3 separate regions of the Mus musculus genome follow, and all the other regions are linked to region 1. The links are chromatin contacts, called in public promoter capture Hi-C maps. All regions are on one chromosome and are shown on one strand. The core of a region is the stretch at or near the end of the contact, and the rest is flanking DNA. Distances in the headings are between cores, read along the strand shown. Region 1 holds the start of Rnf212 (ring finger protein 212). Region 2 holds the start of Idua (iduronidase, alpha-L). Region 3 holds the start of Fgfrl1 (fibroblast growth factor receptor-like 1).

What was found. Promoter capture Hi-C pulls out the DNA fragments that hold promoters and counts their contacts. Capture Hi-C pulls out chosen DNA fragments and counts their contacts.
Region 2: a promoter capture Hi-C map of liver shows a contact between it and region 1. The contact joins the promoter of Idua here to the promoter of Rnf212 in region 1. A contact is called at or near these places in 4 of 39 promoter capture datasets (the 3T3-L1 cell line, embryonic stem cells, hippocampal neurons and 1 more), 1 of 484 Hi-C or Micro-C datasets (3T3-L1-derived adipocytes) and 1 of 9 other capture datasets (liver).
Region 3: a contact with region 1 is called in a promoter capture Hi-C map of embryonic stem cells, with 4 times the contacts expected there. The contact joins the promoter of Fgfrl1 here to the promoter of Rnf212 in region 1. A contact is called at or near these places in 9 of 39 promoter capture datasets (the 3T3-L1 cell line, 3T3-L1-derived adipocytes, embryonic stem cells and 4 more), 1 of 115 datasets of contacts at active chromatin or transcription factors (embryonic stem cells) and 3 of 9 other capture datasets (adipose tissue, liver and pancreatic islet).

Annotation. Positions count from the first base shown.
Region 1 is chr5:108,773,762-108,776,314 of GRCm38.p6, forward strand. It overlaps Rnf212 (ring finger protein 212), which reads right to left and starts at 1,266. Exons shown (of 12, transcript NM_001362887.1): 1 at 1,113-1,266. The coding sequence starts at 1,221.
Region 2 is chr5:108,659,047-108,661,599 of GRCm38.p6, forward strand. It overlaps Idua (iduronidase, alpha-L), which reads left to right and starts at 1,285. Exons shown (of 15, transcript NM_008325.4): 1 at 1,285-1,452. Dgkq (diacylglycerol kinase, theta) reads right to left here and starts at 1,784. Exons shown (of 23, transcript NM_199011.2): 1 at 1,397-1,784. The coding sequence starts at 1,649.
Region 3 is chr5:108,692,948-108,695,500 of GRCm38.p6, forward strand. It overlaps Fgfrl1 (fibroblast growth factor receptor-like 1), which reads left to right and starts at 1,282. Exons shown (of 7, transcript NM_054071.2): 1 at 1,282-1,585; 2 at 1,948-2,171. The coding sequence starts at 2,105. Gm42151 (predicted gene, 42151) reads right to left here and starts at 1,119. Exons shown (of 2, transcript NR_168910.1): 1 at 889-1,119.

The DNA.
Region 1 (2,553 bases), core at 16-2,515:
TGCCTAATCATTTGGCATTTACTTACATGCTACTGATTCACCATTAATATTCCTGACTCTTTTGAATTCCAGATTTCCCATTCAGGACTACCTCCTGTTTCTTCTCTAGAGAGCTCAAACAAAACAGGGTCTAAGGTGTCAATTCTCAACCTGTGGGTAGTGACCCCTCTGGGGTTACCTAAGACCATATGAAAACACAGATATTTACATTATGGTTCATTGCAGGACTCTAACCCTGAAATAGCAACAAAAATAATTTTATGGTTGGGGATTACAACATGAGGAACTGTATTAAAGGGCTGTAGCATTAGGAAGATTTAAAACTACTGGTCTAAAATGAGCTTACCAGTTTACCCTGGCTGATCTCTGTTCCAGCATCCACCAGCAAAAGAGTTCAGCTCCTTGCTTCCTTGAATTAAGCCCATTTCACCTACCTCTTCTTTCCCAAACCACTTCCTCTTAGAGTATACACCAGAAACCCAGACATTCTACCCCTGGTTGCACACGTGTACCTACACTCAACAAATACATAGCCAGAGTTTTCATAGTAGCAGCATTTGCTACTTACAAATCTGGAAACCACTTATGTTAGCTCAACTAATGAATGAATAAGTTGGCGTGTGATCACACAGTAGAGTTCCATATAAATGTGGCACCTACGTGTACAAAGGTCATACTAAATAATATACATAAAGTCCTAGAGAATTAAGATAAGGCTGGACAACAAAATGAAACCGCAGTCTACAAGAATTTTCCGAGGGCTGGTGGTGTACCTGTCCCTTTACTCGCCAAATTAAATAGGTCGGTCACTTCCCACTGCTTTGTACGCATGCGGCCCCCGGCTCTCTCCCCCCACCCCCCAGGCTTTACTTCAACAACAATATTCACATCTGGTTAACTGACTGCTGCAAACTAGCTTCCCACCAGATGCGAAATATGCAGCTGGCTTTCTGGAGTTCCTGCTTCGTCTCCCTGCAGGGGTTTGGTGGTCATGGAGTTGCACAGACCCACTGAGGTCCCTCGCCTCTGTCCCACCCACGGGAGTGAAGCCACGCTGTGAGCCCGGCCAGCGAGCCTTTTTGGCCCATTTCGCCCGCCCGGAATACGCGGACCTTTGAGGAGGCAGGAGTGGCAGTACACGTGCCCGCAGCTGGTCAGGCTGAAGGACGACTTCCTGTGCGGCGACTGGAAACAGCGATTACAGAACACCCAGCTGGCCATGACCGAGGACCCACGTGAGACTCGCGCGAGGCCAGCGAGGCCACTGAAGTAGGAACGCACGGCTCAGCTTAGAAAGGCAGCTCTGCGCCTGCGTTCATTCCAGCGCATGCGTACAAGGCCGCGCCTTCCCGCCCAAACCGATACAGAACCAATCCTGTGGGGAAGCCAGGGCCAAAAGTACGGAGGCAAAGAAAGGCCGTCGTCTTGGTGGCGGAGGAAAGCTTGGCGATGTGGGGCAAGGACAGTGGCTTGTTGCCCACCACGAAGAAGTTTGTTGCTAAGGAAGCTGGGTGAAGCTGGGTTAGGGTAGTGGATATTGAGGGAGTCTGGTTGGATCAGGCCTCACGGTAGAGACAGGCCCAGGGACATTTGTACACACCATAATGGAGAGGAGAGAAAACCGGGGAACCACAAAAATCAAGAAGAACCATAGGTTCCTAGCAGGGTAGGAGGAAAGGACCACCAGGAGGATGGAGGTGGGCTAGGGGAACTAGAAGTACCCAGGGAACAATGAATGCTTGGGAGGGATTGCATTTGGACATGGGACAGAAGTGTGTCAGAGCAGGACAGAGATTCCTGGTTGTTACTATGTTCACAAGAAAGGGTTTACTTTAGGGAGGGTCATTCTCCCCCCACCCCCCATTTAAAACAACAGATAGTGGAAGGGGCTAATTTTTGGTGATAATTTTATTTCAAAATTAAAATTACTTTAATAGTTGTGTTTCTTACATAATTTTGGATATCTTTTCTCCCTTCTTCGTAAGTGTGCATGGATATGTAGAGGTTGTGTGAGAAAATTCCTGGGCTATTTACTTGTATGGAGAAAAGTTTACTGTCTTTCAAGGAATTAGGAAAAAGTAGAGATTCAGGTGAATGTTTCTTAATGAAATAATTTGAGGAAAGGATGTATTTGATCTGTGCAGTACTGCAGTTGTGCGTTTCATCAGGCCCTTAAAAAATTAGAGGTCCAAATTATGCTGTGGGCATAGCATAGAACCCAGGTTTACAAACTTAGTATGACTAATAAGATACAAAATATCTTCTTTTTATTGAGTGTACATTAAAGTTAGTTTTGTTTCTTTGTGTTGTACTGTCATGTTTATGAGAAAGGGTCTCTGAAGTGGTTTGAGTAAGAATAGTCTCCATAGGCTCATATATTTAAATGCTTAGTCAAGAGGGAGTGGCACTATTTGAAAGGATTATAAGAATTAGGAGGTGTGTGGACACCTCTACCACTTTCAAAAGCCCATGTCAGATCCAGTTCCCCCACCCTTCCAACCCCCACCCCTACCTCCGCCCCACCTATGGATCAAGATATAACTCTCAGCTACT
Region 2 (2,553 bases), core at 35-2,534, 110 kb before region 1:
CCTGTAGGCTGAGACCGTCTTATGTTCCTGCAGGTGGAAGGCTCCTGCCCATACCCTTGTGAGGACAGCTACAACAACGCTGCTTAGAAGGGGCTCTGCACCCTCTTCTGGGTAACAGAACCTTGGGCTGCTATACATGAGGAGTTTGCTTAGGTTTCCTGATTCCACAGACCTAGGCTCAGGGGTCAAATCTGTGAGGGGTTCCTTGGATTCAAATCCTACTTTCATTATCTCTCAGTTCTGCAGAGATCCTAGGTCTAGCCTCCTATCTGTGGGTTTGCCTCCACTACCTTTACCTTCCCAGAATAGACTTAGACTTCAAACTATGCCTTCTATGACTTTCAGCCATAAAGTGAGTCAGAGGACCATCCTGCCTAGGCCACCTTTGTACGGCCTGGGGCATAGCTTCAGATATGCAGCTAAGTCAGTGTATACCTCACAGCCTCCATCTCAGTGGGACTCTGATATTTTAAGAGGGCAGATAGGACAGAGAAAAACAGGTGACCACTCCTATGTCACTACTAGCCCTGAGATCCCATGACAACCTTGCCATCCTCACTAGCAGAAGACACGCCTCTGTGAGGAGCTATGGCCTCAGTGATCCTGCCCAGAGCACACTAGTGTTCCCCAAATAGGGCAGGTTCATTGCTCCCACCTTCGGACCCTGGTCAGGTGACACTGTCAAAGGCCCAGATGTCCCCCACAGATTTGGGTCTCAGCTTCTTGTGAAGCTGCCTCTTCACAAGAGTAAGAATAAAAAGAGGGGCAGTCATGGAATTACCTGGAGAGCTGAGAAAGAGGTGCCATCCTCTGTCCTGCCCAGCCGGCTTGGCAGCTGGGTGGGAGCTGTGCTGGGACATGCCACAACTGTAAAGAAGGCTGGGCCTAGCTCTCCAAGCAGTTGAGCCTGAACAGAGCAGCATTAAATCCCTCTGTGCATCAGCATGCACTCGGGACAAGAATGCCCAGGACCCACAGCCAGCCACTCCTGCTGCCCCAGTCACTGACACGGGTCACTAGTGGGAGCCCCATTGCCCCAAGTCTCAGTCTTACCTTCATATCTCTATGCCCAGGCCCAACAACTGCCTCAGCACACACCTTGCCTCTTACAGCGCCTTTGCATTACAACAACAGCACTGCACTATGGCGACTCGGTCTCCACCTCCCACTAGGAAATCCTGAGATCTCAGGTCAAGAGAGGCCAGACCCAGGGTACCCCTCCTTCCTGACCTTAAAAGCAGGGTGTCACCTCCATAGGAAAGTCCTACTCAAACCAGAGTCTGTCTCTGTGCCCACCCACTGCCAAGAGGGACAGGTCTCAAAGGTCAGGGCAGTGTCCCGGGAAGGAGGGCATCGGCTCCTGGGAGCGGCCTTAGGACGCGGGGTGGACTCTCACCATCGCACAGGAAGCCAGCCAGTCCCCAGATGAAGTCCGAGCAGAGGTGGCAGAAGGTAGGCTTGGTGAGTGTCACCTTGCGAAAGCTGTGGCCAGGTGCTGCGGAGCCAATAGCTCTGCTAGTCCGCTCCGGCCCTGACCCCGGGCGTGTGCGGCCCGAGATGCCCAGCACTGGACTGCCGGCCGGGCTGCCAAGACGTGGGGAACCACTGCCCGGCCAGGTCCGGGCACCGGGCTCGGCTGCCGCCGCCATCCACAACCCGAGCGCCCCAGCTCCAAGCGCACGATAAAGCCAGGTCCGCGGTGTAGAGAGGGCCCTCGGCAGAGCCCGCTCCCGGCTTCCGACTGCGCTACCTAACGCGCAGGCTCACGTGGGCGGGGCCAGACTGGAGAGGGCCTCCTGAGGGGCGGTGCCGTCCTGCCAAAGGCGGGGCCTCTGGACTAGACAGAGGGGCATGGTGGCCCAAGAGGATTTGTTCTGACCTCCAGCGCCAGATTCTCCACACAGGATACTAGATATATGAGGCCTTTGCTCGTATAAGCATAGGAGAAGCTATATGGAAACATTCAGTGGGACTTCCACAAGCTCCTTTAACCCCTAATTCTACGCGCGCGCGCGCGCGCGCACACACACACACACACACACCCTCACACACACCATGGCAAAACTTTCTCCCACTGTGTTCCCAGGTCTTTGAGTACCTGCATGCAAGGGAAGGCCATCCACAGTAACCATAGCTTTGTGTTGTCCAGACAATGCCTATGACTTTGGACCTAGGAGTCATTCTGCCTCTATTGTCAGCAGCCCTCAAGGGCCCTGCTTCTATAGGCCGACTCTGTTTTGGAGTTGGGGAAACACTACTGGAATGGTGATCCAAAAAGTTCCTGGCCTCTAGCCTATTCCCAGTAGCCACAGAGTGCATCAAGGGAAGGAAACAGCGACGAGAGAGCTCTGTGTGTATGAGGACATCCTGGTCTATCTAGTGAGTTCTAGGATAACTGAGGCTATGTAGAGAGGCTCTGTCTTTTAAAAAAATATATATTTATTTTATTTTATCAGTATGATTGATTTGCTTACATTTTGTCTGTGCCTGGTGTCAGAGGAGGTCAGAATAGAAAACTGGATTTCCTGGAACTGGAGTTACAGATGTTTTTGA
Region 3 (2,553 bases), core at 32-2,531, 81 kb before region 1:
CAATGTTGTTGCACTACATGCTTCGGTGGCATCTCCTCACAAAACTTTCTGTGGAGCCAGGACCTACTCAGACTAGTCAGGACCCACTCTGTCTGTTTTAAATGCTTTCTGTGACCCCAGTACTAGCCCAAATTCTCTGGTAGCCCAGAGAAAGTTCCATGGGCTGCTTCTGAGACACAGCGTTGCAGTTGAGATGGGTACTTGGACCTTCATGCAGAGGAGACAAGGTTCACCTCCATTTGCCCACACTAGCCCAGAAACAGAATTTGGGGCTAGGAACACTAGGCTATTCCTCGGTTTCATTTTTCTCTGACAGGCTTCCGGAAAGAGGGGGTGCTTCTTAGCTTAGAGAAGAAAAGTTGTTTGGATCAGGGTCCTTGAAAGCGGAGCTTAGGAGTGGTCTCTTGGGAGGCACTACCGGGGCGTCAAAAATTATGGGATTTATGTTGAGAAAACTGGCAAGACTCATGTTTTGATGAATTTTGGCTCTGGTGAGTGAGGGTAGGCAGGAAGCTGTCTGGAGAGATCGCGGGGGATGGATCAGGATGCTGCTGAAGGGAGCTAGTGAGGTTTGGGAAACTCACCAGTCTTTCTGTTTGATGGGTGCAGGGGTACAGCAAGACACTTGCTAAGTAGCAAAGACAAAAGGGTGTGTTGATTACTATCACAAAGCAGGTGAGGTGCAGAGAAGTATCCAGGTGGGCTGTAGGACCCTCTCAGCCTTCCTAAGGTCCTAGGTACAACTAGATGCTCAAGTCAGGGCTTCGTTGGACTCCAGCACTGGAGATCTGCGCCATCTCCCCCCCCCCCCCCGCACCTTACCCCCCCACCCCCACCCCCCCACCCCCCGCCCTCAAACCAGAGCAGCACAGCGGCCTCTCTACTCACAAAAGCTCGAAGGTTCCGTTCAGCTCCCTTCCTCCTGTTTAAAGCCGGGAGTAGAGACAGTGCAGTAACGGCCAGCTCTGGGGGCCAGGGGCCTAGCTGGTGCAGATACCGAGTGGGCTCCGCGGCCATCAGCTGGTCTTCAGGCTAGCGGGACCGCGCGTTCCCAGAGCCCAGGGGCGGGGGCGCGGCGAGGCAGGGCCGACTGGGCGCGCTCCGGGGAGCCGCCAGCCTGAAGGGCAGAAGCACTGCGAGGGTTAAGCAGCGAGCCTGGCGGGCACGTGTGCGGATTGGAGCAAAGTTTCGGGGAGGGGCGGGGAACGGGGCGGACTGGGGCTCGCAGATTGGCCGGAAGTTGTGCGGGGCGGAGCTCAGGGCTGCTCCGCGCTCGCTCCGGGAGAGTTGACAAAGCCCCGCAGGGAAGGACGCCTCGCGGCGCGGCGCCCCGGGCCCCTCGCCCCGCCGCCCCTCTTCCCCGCCCTCGCCAAGCCTCGCCGTTTATCCGCGCGGACAGCGCGCCCCGCGCCCCAGCCCGGCCCCAGCCGCCAGCGCCCAGGTAGCGCCGCCCCGCCCAGGCCGGGCCCGGGGGCGCGGGGGGCGGGATGCGGCGCCCGGGGCAGCGATGACCGCGTCGCGCTGCTCAGGGGCCCGGCTCTGACCCCGTTGCCTGCTGCGCGCCCCCGCGCTGATCCCTGTCGAGGTGAGCCGGGCTGTACGTCCGCGACCCCCGGAGGGAGGGCTGGAATGGGTTAGAGTGCGGGGCGCGAAGGGCAGGGCCGCGATCACTGTGCGGGGCGGGAGCCGGGCTCGCGCCGTAGCTGCTCCTGTGGGGCCCGCGGCCCTGCCCCGCGCCCCGCCCCCCCTTGAGCCCCACGTGGGCCCCCCAGCGCAAATTTGTCCGCTAATGGCGCAGGCGATTATCTGCGGGGCCGCTCGGTGTTGTGTGTCCCGCGGGCAGGGCCCGAGTTACAAGCGCCAGGAATCCAGACGGTGTTTGGAAAGGGGGCGGCGGGGGCGGCTGGTAATTAGTGTAAACCCTTTGTCTGCCTTTGATACGCTCAGCGTCTACGCGCCTCGCTTCCTTTGCCTGGAGCTCGGCGCCGAGGGGGGCCGGACCCTGGCTCTGCGGCCGCGACCTGGGTCTTGCGGGCCTGAGCCCTGAGTGGCGTCCAGTCCAGCTCCCAGTGACCGCGCCCCTGCTTCAGGTCCGACCGGCGAGATGACGCGGAGCCCCGCGCTGCTGCTGCTGCTATTGGGGGCCCTCCCGTCGGCTGAGGCGGCGCGAGGTGAGTCCTGGCGCCCAGTCTGGCGCTTTGGCCTCTGCAGCGCCGCCCCTTTCCCACCAGCCCTGAACTCTGCCACACAGTGCCCGCCTGGCACACTCCTCCCCTCCCTGTCTGCTCCATCGCAGCAGATCCTCCCCCCAACCCCCATCCTTAACCTGAAGTACTGTCGGTTTTACATGCCTCTACCTCACTCTTGGGGTTACCTAGTCACAATCAGATACCCCCAGCTCACCCTCTTTGGCTGACACCTCATGTAAAGGGCCCCAGAATCATTTGACTGTTGGCCTTGCCTAGGTCCTTTCCAGGACAGCCTCATAATCTTGCATAAACACACTTTCAGGTGCATATCTAGATGGAGAGCAGGTGGTTGTCACCCCTCCCC